Regions from separate parts of the Mus musculus genome. Here region 1 is linked to region 2. The links are chromatin contacts, called in public HiCAR-type maps. All regions are on one chromosome and are shown on one strand. Each heading gives the region's core, a stretch centred on a gene start, on an enhancer-like site or on the middle of the called end of the contact. The rest is flanking DNA. Distances are from core to core; before and after follow the strand shown.

What was found. HiCAR-type assays count read pairs that join an accessible place to other places.
Region 1: a HiCAR-type map of astrocytes shows a contact between it and region 2, with 2.4 times the contacts expected there. The contact joins the promoter of Wdr11 here to the promoter of Tgfb1i1 in region 2. A contact is called at or near these places in 1 of 39 promoter capture datasets (hippocampal neurons) and 1 of 115 datasets of contacts at active chromatin or transcription factors (astrocytes).

The regions. Positions count from the first base shown.
Region 1 is chr7:129,587,793-129,593,952 of GRCm38.p6, forward strand. Wdr11 (WD repeat domain 11) reads left to right here and starts at 4,071. Exons shown (of 29, transcript NM_172255.3): 1 at 4,071-4,271; 2 at 5,184-5,295. The coding sequence starts at 4,186.
Region 2 is chr7:128,244,064-128,250,373 of GRCm38.p6, forward strand. Tgfb1i1 (transforming growth factor beta 1 induced transcript 1) reads left to right here and starts at 2,749. Exons shown (of 11, transcript NM_001289550.1): 1 at 2,749-2,945; 2 at 4,114-4,229; 3 at 4,357-4,409; 4 at 4,515-4,657; 5 at 4,824-4,911; 6 at 5,027-5,132; 7 at 5,237-5,431. The coding sequence starts at 2,933. Armc5 (armadillo repeat containing 5) reads left to right here. Exons shown (of 6, transcript NM_146205.2): 6 at 1-1,037. The coding sequence ends at 754.

The DNA.
Region 1 (6,160 bases), core at 2,821-5,320, 1.3 Mb after region 2:
TTTCTATAGTTTCATACAATGAACATTTACTTATTCTAAATTTAACTGTAAAACAAAGCACACACACAGACACAGATATATACACATGCATGTGTGTGGCCATGAAAGGTAGCCTATTTTGGTTGAATGAGGCTTATTCCAGTGACCCAGTAGGAAACTCTACAAGGGATGGAATAGTGAGCCACATTCCCAGAGACAGGTGCCTGACACCACAGAGCCCCCAACTCCATAATTCTGTGACTATAAGTCATGCACACAAGCTTCTGGCATTTTGGCTAGACTCCACTCCCACAGTTATCTGACTATAGTCAAGTATGCTCCTCCCCATAGTTACCTGGCAACAGCAAGGTAGCCCAGCCCACTCTAAAAGGGGCTGCTTGATCTCTCCTCACTTGCTTTAAGCTCTCACCTTTCTTACTCTAATCTCTAGCCCTCCTTCTCTCTCCCTCCCCCTCCCCACGTGGCCATGGCCTGCCTCTCTCCCTCTTTCCATCTTCTCTCTTTCCCCCTGCCTTTCTACAATAAAGCTCTAAAACCATAGACTGTCTCTGCTCATCAAGGCCTGCCATGCTTGAACGATGGGACAGGTTTTCCCCTAACGAGCCGTGTCTAACCTCTCGACAGAAGACTCCTGTGCTCCAGCCATGGACCTGACCAAGGACTCTCACCCTCATGGGAACCACCCAGCACCCTCTCTCTCCCTGCCTTCTCCTCCTTTCGGCTCCAGGACTGACTGAGCCGCCCCTGGGGCCCCCATTTTGTTCTCAGCTCTTCCATGGTGTCCAGCAGTGTCTGGGATGCCCGAGACTGAGAACCTGTTATCTCTGGCCTCTATGAGGTCCAGAGACCTAGGACTTCCCCTTGTCCACCCCCAATGGGCTGGGTCCGTAGCTTCCCACAGTTGGACACACACACGTGGAAAGCGTGCAGCAATCCTCTGTGTCTGCCTGCCCAGAGCACCAGAACTCTGGCAGGACTCGGGTTTTCTCCCACTCCCTTTATTCCTCCACACCCACTGCCCCACATGCATGCATGCACACATGCACACGTGAACACACATGCACATATATGTATGCACGCATACATGCATATACCTACTTGAGCTATATAATTCCTTATATTTTAAAAGGTTGTTTGTATAGGTCAGGGCAGCCTAAGTCCATGCTCCTGTCCAACACTGGCCAGGAAAACTCTTCCTCTGGTCTGTTCGAAATGGATTGAATAAAGACAACCTTCATTTGACAAGTACTTAGAAGGAGGTTTTGTCAAGAGGACTGACATAAACTAGAGGCCAGCCTTGAGCTACATAGTGAGTTGTGGGCCACTCTGCTGCTACACAGTGAGTTCTGGGCCAGCCTGGGGGAAGAGGAAAATGAGAAAAAGAAAGAGAAAGGGATACAGAGTGAGGGAGGGGGAGGGGAAAAGAAAAGGAAGAGGAGGGGAAGGGGGAAAAGGAAGGGGAAGAGACAGATAAGGAAGGGAAAGGGAAGAGGGAGGGGAAGAGGAGAAGGGAGGAGAGGGGAGAGGAAGGAGAAGAGGGAAAGAGTGAGGGAGAGAGGGAGAGATGCATAGATAGATAGATAGATAGATAGATAGATAGATAGATAGATAGGTAGATAGATAGATAGATAGATAGATAGATAGATAGATAGATAGATACATGGTAGACAGAGAGATGATATCCCTTGTAGGCCAATAATTCTTTCAATATTGCCCCTGTATTCATTGAAATGATCTGATAGCCCTCATTTTAAAGCTGGCTGTCATGGTGTTTGTGTCTTGGAGGCTCACAAGCCAAATTGGACTCTATTTTCACCCAAATCCTTATCAATTCTTCTCTTGCAAGCCATGCCTTCAAAAAGAAAGGTCTTTATCTGCTAAAATGATATCTTAGAGGAAGCAATGCAGTCACTGAAAACAGCAGGCCTTGTTTTATGCCTATCAGTAAATAAACAAGGAATTATAGGAAGCTAAGTGTTACGTTAAGGCTTTGTAAATGTTTGGTCTAATTTAATCCTTTTCTCTGCCACAATAACAGGGGGAAGGAGTTTGTATTAGTGCAGGTTCTATCTCTCTGACAGAACACTATGATCAAGGCAACTTAGGAAAGACAAAGTTTATCTAGACTTACAGTTCTGGAGGGATAAGCATCAATCAAGGCAGGGAATTATGGCAACAGGCAAGATGGAGGAACACATGAGAACTACATTTCAAACCACAAGCAGAAAGCAGAGAAAACAAACTTGAGATGGTCTATCTAAGCCTTTAAACTCTCAAAATCTGTCCCCAGTGACACACTTCCTCCATCCAGGCCAGACCTCCTGAACCTACGAAACAACCGACAACTGAAAAATCAAATGCTCTAATGCTCAGGATGGTGAGGGACGTCTCACTGAAGCCAGCACAGAGGCTGAAAGGAGTTAAAGATGCTTCTCAGAGTCACAATGAGTGACCTAAAGCCCTCAGTAACACCGACCTTCCATGAGCCCCTTGAAGATGCAGGAGAAGAGGGACATTCATGTAGATTTTTACATATGCAAGCACTGAGCAGGACTATCAGCAGGGTTCCAAGAGTCATCATGCTATGCAGTTTCAGTAACTAAAAATACAGATGAAATCTACATATATAGTAAAGAATATCAAAAGAACAACTTACCAACATTTGTTTCATTTCATCATTTTTTAAGATTTCCTTTCATTTCAACTATGTGTTTATGTGAGGGTATGTTCTTGTGTAGGAGCAGGAGCACTAGAGTCTAGAAGGGTGTGAACCCTGGGAGTTGGAATTACAGGTGGTTGTGAGCTGTCTCACTCTGGTGCTGGAGAACACACTTAAGTCCTCTTAACTGCAGCCTTTGACTTTGCTGGGAATATTTGCGTAGCCAATTGACTCAAGGTTCATGTTGACATTTATGGAACGACAGTGGTTTTTTTATATACATCTTATATGTTTTAATATAAATCTTATATATAAATATTGTAATATAATCTATATATAAACATAGTATGTATTTATATTATGTATGTATATTTTATAATACTACATATTATAATATATAATTTCTATAATGTATTGTGCTATATATCATATAATATACATATCATAAAATATATTTCTATATTATATGTTTATTCAACACATACTTTTGTATATTTTAATAAACATTATATATGTATATATATATGAAAAGGAACTTCAATTTATAATAAACGAAGAATACTTATAACTCAGAAGTGAAAAGACAAAGTGAGCTAAAATATCCCAATAGGGTATTTTTAAAAATAATTACAAATGGCTAAATTGCTGCTAAAAGACACTCAACATCTTTACTCACTGAGTCTTCCTCACCTCACTTGTGTGTTGGCCAGATTTCCAAATCTGAAACAAGCACCCGAGATACTCAGTCTCTAAAGGACAATATCTCGGAGCTTCTAGTCCATGCCTGGTTTGCCCCATTGTTCTTGAACCTATACCATGGTGACGATGCACAGCAAGATGGCAAAACCTTTCACTTCATGGGCCACAAAAAATAAGGAGGAAAAGACCAGGGTCCAACAATTCCCTTCAACAGCACCTCCCACCCCAACCTGGGCGCTTCTCCTAGTGATCTAAAAACCTCCCAATGGGCCCTTCTTCCTAAAGTAGGGAAAATCACGTTTTTTAATACATGGTCCTTTGGGAGCGAGTTATGCAAACCCTATTAGCCAGGATAGTTATCACATAATAAAAAGAGAACAAACATTAGTGAGCATTAGTGAGTAGACAGTCACTGTGTCTTCTCATGCAGGACCCTTCTACAACAAACAGTGGCTGGCAATGGTAGTTGCCCTAAATTAACATATCAAAGGCAGAAAAGCAAACTGGGAGTTTTATTGTTTTGTTTTCACGATTTCCAGCAATCTTTCTCCCAAAAGGAAGAAAGCAGATGCGACTGGTAGCAGAACCCCTCTTCCATGCTTAGCTCCAACCCACACTCCATGGGATTCACTTGAGTTTCGGAACTTTGGAGAGGGAGGAACCTAGAAGTCCTAGTTCCTGGAGAGACGACGGACTATTGGAAGGAGGAACCTGGGATTTCACGGAACCCAACTGCTGGCGCGGACGCGACTACCCGGACTTTGGAACGGAAGAGCTGCTCGTGTCGCTTCCTGCCTGCCGGTGGGGAGGGCCGGGGTGCCGCCGCGATGTTACCCTACACCGTAAACTTCAAGGTGTCAGCGCGCACCCTCACCGGGGCTCTCAACGCGCACAACAAGGCGGCGGTGGACTGGTGAGGGCAGTGCTTCCGGCCTCGGCCGCAGTTCGCGAGGGGACGGGGAAGAACACTGGGCTTCCGGTTTTCCTCGCCTAGACCGCGGCCAGCGTCCCACAGCTCGCAGATTTGCTTTTAGTTGAGACATTTGTGTTGTCCTATAAGTCGCAAATGCCTGGAGCCGGCAGGTCCTCGGTGCAGACAGTTTCAGTCCTGGGTTCTTTCTCCGCATCTCATTCCTTTACTGTCCCCATTTCCTCTTCCCCAGCCTGCACCCGGGAGGGCTTCTCTCCTTGTCTCCTTTTCTCTTCCTGGTCCTGACTCTTTCTTACTCTTTCAGACTCCTCTTTTTCACTTAGATGCATTCAACAATGCCCCAAACTGTGTCCTGTCACTTACCTACTCCCACTTTTATCTTTACTGGTTCCCGTGAAGCACGGCCTCCACAGCCAGTTCTCTTTCCACAGTGAAATAACACCCAGGTTCTGAGAACTAACCATGTGAGGCAAATCCTATTACTGTTGTGCTAGGAATGTTGCTGCGGAGGCTGAGACCTCTCATGTACTTTTTTATCTGATTGAAAGGACTAAGACTAGTCACTCATCCTAGGGGCATTGTGGATTCTATGTTGTTATAAAAAATAAATGTTATTAAATGCTGAATAAGACAGCATGTGTTCATACAAAACCAGCCCAGATTGGTTTTGCACATCAGAGCTCTTTGTAGATATCTTTTAGAACTGTTGATCTGAGTGAAAATGAGTCTCAATAAATATTTGTAAACTTAGCTGGGGGTGTTTTGTAAATGGAACAATATCACAAGCCTTTCACTTTAAGAAGTACTACTAATAATGGCACATGTGAACTAGATTTGTTTATGATAGGCAAAGTTGAGTCGCTTTGTTTTATATTTTAACACTTGTTTCGCCAGGGGCTGGCAAGGTTTAATTGCATATGGATGCCATTCACTGGTGGTAGTGATCGATTCCAATACTGCCCAAACTCTACAAGTTCTAGAAAAACATAAAGCTGATATTGTTAAGGTAAGTTAAGTCACACATCAGCCCCATAACCTCAAGTTTAATACGTCATCAGGTTCTCATTAAGTCATAGATATAAATACAATTATCTAGGGTTGCCTAGCATTTACATACCCATGACTTAATGTCAATCCAGAATACATTGTTAAGTGCTAGTTCTGGGGCACTTTGAAAAGGTGAGTGGAAATACCAGTTCTGTCATTTACCATAGCACCCCCTCATCCATTAGTTTTGAACACTGACTACCATGTGCTAAGAAAATATAAAGTGTAACTGTCTTTGTGGGTGTGAGTCACACTGTGGTTTTGATTTGTGATTTCATGGCGAATATAATCTGTGATTTCATGAACATCTTTTCATAGACTTGCTGGTTATTTGTGTGTCTTTGTAAAAGCCCTGTGACCGTTTGTATATGCTCGGCCCAGGGAGTGGCACTATTAGAAGGTGTGGCCCTGTTGGAGTAGGTGTGTCACTGTGGATGTGGGCTTTAAGACCCTCATTCTAGCTGCTTGGAAGTCAGTGTTTTACTAGCAGCTTTCAAATGAAAATGTAGAACTCTCATCTCCTCCTGCACCATGCCTGCCTGGACTCTGCCATGCTCCAGCCTTGATGATAATGGACTGAACCTCAGAACCTGTGAGCCAGCCCCAATTAAATGTTGTCCTTATAAGAGCTGCCTTGGTCATGGTGTCTGTTCACATTAGTAATTAAGTAACTAAGAAAAATGCCTACTCTGATTCTTGGCCCACTTTGAAATGTGTTGCCTTGTTACTATTAAATCGTGACCTGAATGAGCCCCTTATCAGACGCATAACCTGCAGATATTTTCTCTTATTATTTGGTCTTCTTTTCATTTCTTTTGACAGTG
Region 2 (6,310 bases), core at 1,499-3,998:
TGGCCTCCGCCTCCTCCTCACAGCACTAACGCAGCCAGCGCCACACCCACTCTTCCTCTTCTTTGCAGCAGACTCCCTGTCCTGTCTCCAAGGCCTGGTATCTCCCACTGCAAGCCCAGTCCCTCTACCTGCCCTGCCCTTGGAACTTGACTCACCTCCCCCTTGCCTCTACGAACCTCTGCTGGGTCCGGCCCCTGCCCCAGCTCCTGACCTGCACTTCGTTCTGGATTCAGGCCTACAGCTCCCTGCTCAGCGGGCTGCTTCAGCTGCTGCCTCCCCTTTCTTCCGGGCCCTGCTATCCGGCAGCTTTGCTGAAGCCCAGATGGATTTGGTGCCGCTTCGAGGCCTGTCCCCTGGTGCAGCGTGGCCTGTCTTACATCATTTGCATGGCTGCAGGGGCTGTGGGGCTGCTCTGGGGCCCGTACCCCCACCTGGTCAGCCCCTGCTGGGCTCCAAGGCCGAGGAAGCTCTAGAAGCTGCTGGCCGATTCTTACTGCCTGCACTGGAGGAAGAGCTAGAAGAAGCTGTGGGCCGCATCCACTTGAGTCCCCGGGGTGGCCCGGAGTCAGTGGGCGAGGTATTCCGTTTAGGCCGGCCCCGGCTGGCTGCCCACTGTGCACGATGGACACTAGAACCAGGGCAGTGCCCAAGAAAAAGGGCCCTGGCCCTTACGGGGCTCGTGGAAGCAGCAGGCGAGGAGGCAGGGCCCCTCACTGAGGCTTTGCTGGCTGTGGTAATGGGGATTGAGTCATAGTGCATATGCCCTAGGCTAAACTATTGGCATCCCTGGGAGAGGACCCAAGGGATGAGTTGGCTGTAAAGGAGGCTTCTCTCAGCCTGAGAGAAGACTGCAGAAGGCGCTATCCTCAGGGACGGAAGAGAAAATGGAACTGGATCCCAGGATGAAGATCTAACGATCCATAACTCAAAAGCCAATACCAGAGTCTGTGCAGGAGTCCAAGGGACAGCTCAGGCCCAGGGTCTGGCCTGACTCAGCACTATGGTATTGAAATTAAACACCTGAGATTTGAACACTGCTGCTGTGTGGGGTCGTCTGTGTGCTTTCCCCTGGGGGGGTACCCCACCCACTTACCTGCTGAGAGCTCCTCGATTTGACTCAGGCCATCTGGGTTTCAGGGTTCAAAAAAGCATCTCCTGAGGGCTACTACAGACCTGGGGTATGGTGGGTTTTCTCTAGGATGGAGTTTTGAGCCCCAGTGGAGGCCTGCTTTCTGTTTATAAGTCCTCATTGCTTAGACACAGCCACCCATCTAAATACATAACCTGGCCAGGGTTAAGAGGTTTGGGCTGGGTACTTGTGTGGAGCATGGCAGAACACTTCTGTCTTCTGACTGTCCTTTACCTGTCAGGCTGTGTCTGTTCCGAGCTCTTGAGCCAGTTTTTTCAAAAACCATTTATTAGTGTAGTAGGTATGTGCAGGCCGTGCTCCCTATGTGGAAGTCGGGACAACTTGAAGGGAACCATTCTCGGCTTCCATCATCTGGCCCTAGGGACCAAATTCAGGGCATCTGGCTTGGCAGAAAATACTTTACCTGCTGAGCCATCTTATCGGTCCAAGCCAGTTAAATGTCAACTGCTTAGTGGGAAACCTGCTATGTTCGTATGGTTTCTGAGGCCCATTCTTAGTCACTTTCAGAGAAAGCCCCTCTGCTGGCACACGGGTGAAGGAAGGGTTCCCTTGCCTGGGCTCTCAAGAGCCCTAGACTAAGCCTGCCAGGGCCTGGGCATTTCAGAAAGGTGAGGTAAGATGGTTCTTGCTGACCCTGAGCCTCTGGGGTTTCAAATCTCTGCCTAGGTTATGCATTAGGGTGTGCTGTGGTGGCACACACCTTTAATCCCAGCATGGAGGAGGCAGACCCAAGAGTACCTCTTTGGAGTTCTAGGACAGTTCCATAGTGAGATCCTAACTTTTGAAAAAAATGTACTTAGGCCTGGTCCCTTTCTGGTTGATTTAGGCTGGCATGGAGGGCTATGCTGGGCTTCAGTATTTTTACCAAATTTCCCAGGTTCTGACTTGCTCCAGAGTTGGGGCCCCACATTCTATGGCTTAGATCTGTCCTCCAGGATGCCTGCAAGACAGCAGCCATCTGTCCATACCCATCTCCAGGTGTTTCCAACTTGACTTCTTTAGGGGTCAGTTCACAGACAGCTTCATATCACTCTGTGGCTGGTCAGTGGCGTTTTCTTCTCTTTCACCAGTACCTTAGGAAAGGGTTATTTTGGAACGGGCTCTGGTCACCTCCTCCGTGTTAGGAATGGGTTTGTTATCCTGGGAGTTTACATGGGGTTAAGGTCTGAGGTTTGCTTTCCCTGTTCTGTGTATCTATTCCCAGGTCTGTCTTTCAGGGAAAGTCCTGCCTTAGAGTCTGGATCTCTGTTCTCTGTGAGACATTTCTTATTATGTATGCCTCCTGCCGTTAGGCTGGCAGTCAAAACCTGTAGTCTGCCAGATCCTTAGAATGTCACTCCTGCCTCTAACCAAATTCCGCAAGTCTTTTTAAAATGCCCAGGGTGCGAGCGGGGCCCTACTTTGAACTCTGCTGGCTTTGGGAGGTGCGGGCTTGGGGCCCTCCGTTTATGAGACTCCTTAGGCAGGAGCTATGGAAGAACCACTCTGACTTGGTTTCAGCTTTAGGGACTCGCTGCCGCTGAGGCAAAGGCTGGGGTGTGGCCTCCTCTAAACAGAGCCACAAAGCTGGATTGGGTGGGCCCTAGTGCTGTCTTTCTTCATGTCTCCATGCTCCCCCTTCATCGCTCCCCCCCCCCCCACTGTATCCCAGCGGGTCCCGGCTTCCATACATGGTCACGGCCCTGCTTCTAACTCCCTGACGTCCCCCCCCTCCCCGTCCTCCGCCCCCACCGGACACGGCCCCCGCCCTACTCTCCCCAAGCTGTCCGCCAGCGCACCGCCATGGAGGACCTGGGTGAGTGAGGAGATCCCCCTAGCCTCTCATCCTTCCCCGCATCTATCCCCTTCCCAACTCACACTTCTTCCCCATCTCAGCTTTCTCTCTCCATTTTCTCGCCTCAGCCTGCCTGTGCCTCCCTCCCAAATCCACATACCCTTTCCTGCCTCTCCCTTTCCTGCCTCGCTTGCGACAAGCCGCTCCCTCCGTTCTTCCCTGGCTCTCTCTGCTCACTCAATCCTGCTTGTGCAATGGACAAAGTGTTGAGGCACCCACGGGGGCCTGGATTCAGAGACTCTGGGTAGGAAGGGGTTAAGAGATCACTGAGTCCCGGGACTGGGAAAATAGACTAGAGAGGAGAGTGTGACCTGGAGTTTCGGAGATGAAAAGGACCTATATCAGGGTTTCAAGAAGAGTTGAGTGCTCCCAGGTAGAGCAGAGGTCAAGAAAGTCCTCAGGGCAAGAAAGAGAATAATAGAGAATGCCAGGGTTATAGAAAGAAGTCTAAGGCTTCTACCGTAGAGGCTCGGAGAAGAGTAAAGGGACGGGGCGTAGATAAAGCGCCCCAGGCATCTCGTCCCCTCTATTCGCCTAGGCTGAGACTAGAAGACTCTGCTCTTCGTGGCAGAATTTCTAGATCCAGCAGCAGAGGGCGCTCGTCAATAATAGTACATGGATAAGACGTACACCAAAAAGCCGCTCCCTGCCAGGGCCACTTAAAGGACAGGGCTAGACTTCAGTGTGGCCAAGTGGACCAAGCTGGGGAGAAGTAGTAAGTATGTCACAGCAAACATCTAATCAGGAAGTTGGGTGTCAAACATACAGCCGATTGAACAATTTGGGTACAGTAAGAGACAATCTGGGCTGCACCAGAAAAGATGGAGAGAATAAAAGATCATTAGTTGGTTTGTACTTGGCTCCCAGGGTAAGTCAAGGGAGAGGTCTGATCATAAATACCCCGCCACCCCATCCCTCCCCCTCCGCCCCTCCATCCCCACTCCCCCCGCGCTACTATTCTACTTTTTTGCCTTGGTCTGACCCTGTGAGTATGGTTTTGGCCGCTGCCTTTAACACCGGCTTTCTACCTTTTAAAACACGGACACTTGAAATCCTTTATACTCTAACCTCTTAAGACCTTGACATCCCCTCCTTCCCAAACTCTCACCCTGAGGGCCTCTCACCACAGATGCCCTGCTCTCTGACCTGGAGACCACCACTTCACACATGTCACGGTTAGGGGCTCCAAAAGAGCGCCCACCAGAGACACTCACACCTCCCCCACCCTATGGCCACCAGCCACAGGTGAGATGAGATTTTGGGTTCTGGGGGTAGCCATTAGGGCCTGGGTTGGTCTGGGCTAGGGGACATCAGAGTCTGAGTGAGGCAAGGAACATGACTGTCCTTCCACAAATACCTCTACTCTCTATAGACAGGGTCTGGAGAATCTTCAGGAACCACTGGGGACAAGGATCATCTATACAGGTGAGGGGCCTGGGAACTGGGCTAGGAAGATGGGGAAGCCAGTTTCAGTTCAGAGGAGGGGACTCGGATTCCCTACCCTAAACCCAGGTTCCCTCCTGCCCTTAGCACAGTATGCAAGCCTCGGTCCCCAAAGCCTGTGGCCCCTGTGGCTCCTCCATTCTCCTCTTCCAGTGGTGTGTTGGGCAATGGCCTCTGTGAGCTAGACCGTTTGCTTCAGGAACTTAATGCCACCCAGTTCAACATTACAGGTACCAGGGTTACCGAGACAGTCTTGGATGGCTTGGGGACAGGGCAAAGAAGGGCAGAGTCTAAGGGACTCAAACTGTCCGAGGAGCCATTAAAGGACGGGAAGCCTTCACTGGGAGGGTGGACTGATATGGGCTCCTTGCCAGTGTTGTTCTCTCATCTCTCCAGATGAAATCATGTCTCAGTTCCCATCTAGTAAAATGGCTGAAGGGGAAGAGAAGGAGGACCAATCTGAAGACAAGAGCTCACCCACTGTGTGAGTTTGGTAGAGTGGGCAGGGCTGGGAAGCGGATGATGGGTCCTGCATGCCTGACTTACCAGAGGGGTGTTAGGCTGGCAGGTTCTGAGGTGATTCACGGTGTCCTCCACAGCCCTCCCAGCCCATTCCCTGCCCCCTCAAAGCCTTCAGCCACCTCCGCCACTCAGGAACTGGATAGACTGATGGCCTCGCTCTCTGACTTCCGTGTTCAGAACCATGTGAGTCTGCAAGGATTTTGGTCCGTGTCACTTTGTGGCTCACCAATCCAGTCGTGATGCTTCCAGTCTGTGGCTTTGTTGACTCAGTGTCCTCTTTACTGCAGCTTCCAGCCTCAGGGCCACCTCAGCCTCCAGCAGCGAGCCCCACCCGTGAAGGATGCCCATCTCCACCAGGACAGACTAGCAAAGGCAGTCTGGACACCATGCTGGGCCTGCTGCAGTCTGACCTCAGCCGTCGTGGTGTCCCCACACAGGCCAAAGGCCTCTGTGGCTCCTGCAATAAACCTATAGCTGGGCAAGTAAGTTCAGTACCTTGAGCAGTGGCATATACTCACATATCCACCTTTAAGAATCAGACTGGCGTGGTGGTGCACACCATTAACCCCAGCACTCAGGAGGCAGAGGCAGGCGGATTTCTGAGTTCGAGGCCAGCCTGGTCTACAAAGTGAGTTCCAGGGACAGCCAGGGCTATACAGAGAAACCCTGTCTCGAAAAAACCAAAAACAAACAAACAAAAAAAAGAATCAGACTTTGTGGTTTTTCCCTTTTAAAATGTTTCCTCACTCTTTGAGAATTTAATGCATGTACAGGTTAGATACAAAGTGAGATTCGTGTTAGATACAATGTATCTTAACACCTTCCTCTATTTCTTCCAGTGCCCCTTTATATTCCCAACTTCATGTCATCTTTTTTTTTTTTTTTTAAAAAAAGTCTACCAGGTACAGTTAGTGCTTCCAGTGTGTGAATGGGTGTAGGGCCATCCTTTGGAGCACTGGCCCCTGCCAGGGGCTACATCCCTGAAGAAAACAAGTGCCGTCACCTAGGAGCCAACAACTGCCAATCACTCCTCAGCTAGGGGAAGGGCTAAATGAGCCCCTTCCTCATTCTTGCTGGAATTTTGACTGGCTCCATACTGTGTAGGTCTCATGAAGGATCTACAGCTCATGAGCGTGTGAGTGCACCAGCCAGGCATGCTGAGAAAGCACAGCTTCACAGCTGTCAACCTCTGGCTCTTACAACCTGGCCACGCCCTGTTCCGTGATGCTCGCTGAGCCTTGTGGGGACACTGTGGGAGATAAATGCTCCAATTAGGACTGTGTGTTTGCCCCTTTCAATGAGTATCTTGAAATGGAATTTGTTTTTCCTTGTGATGTTGAGGCCAGAACTTAGACCCTTGC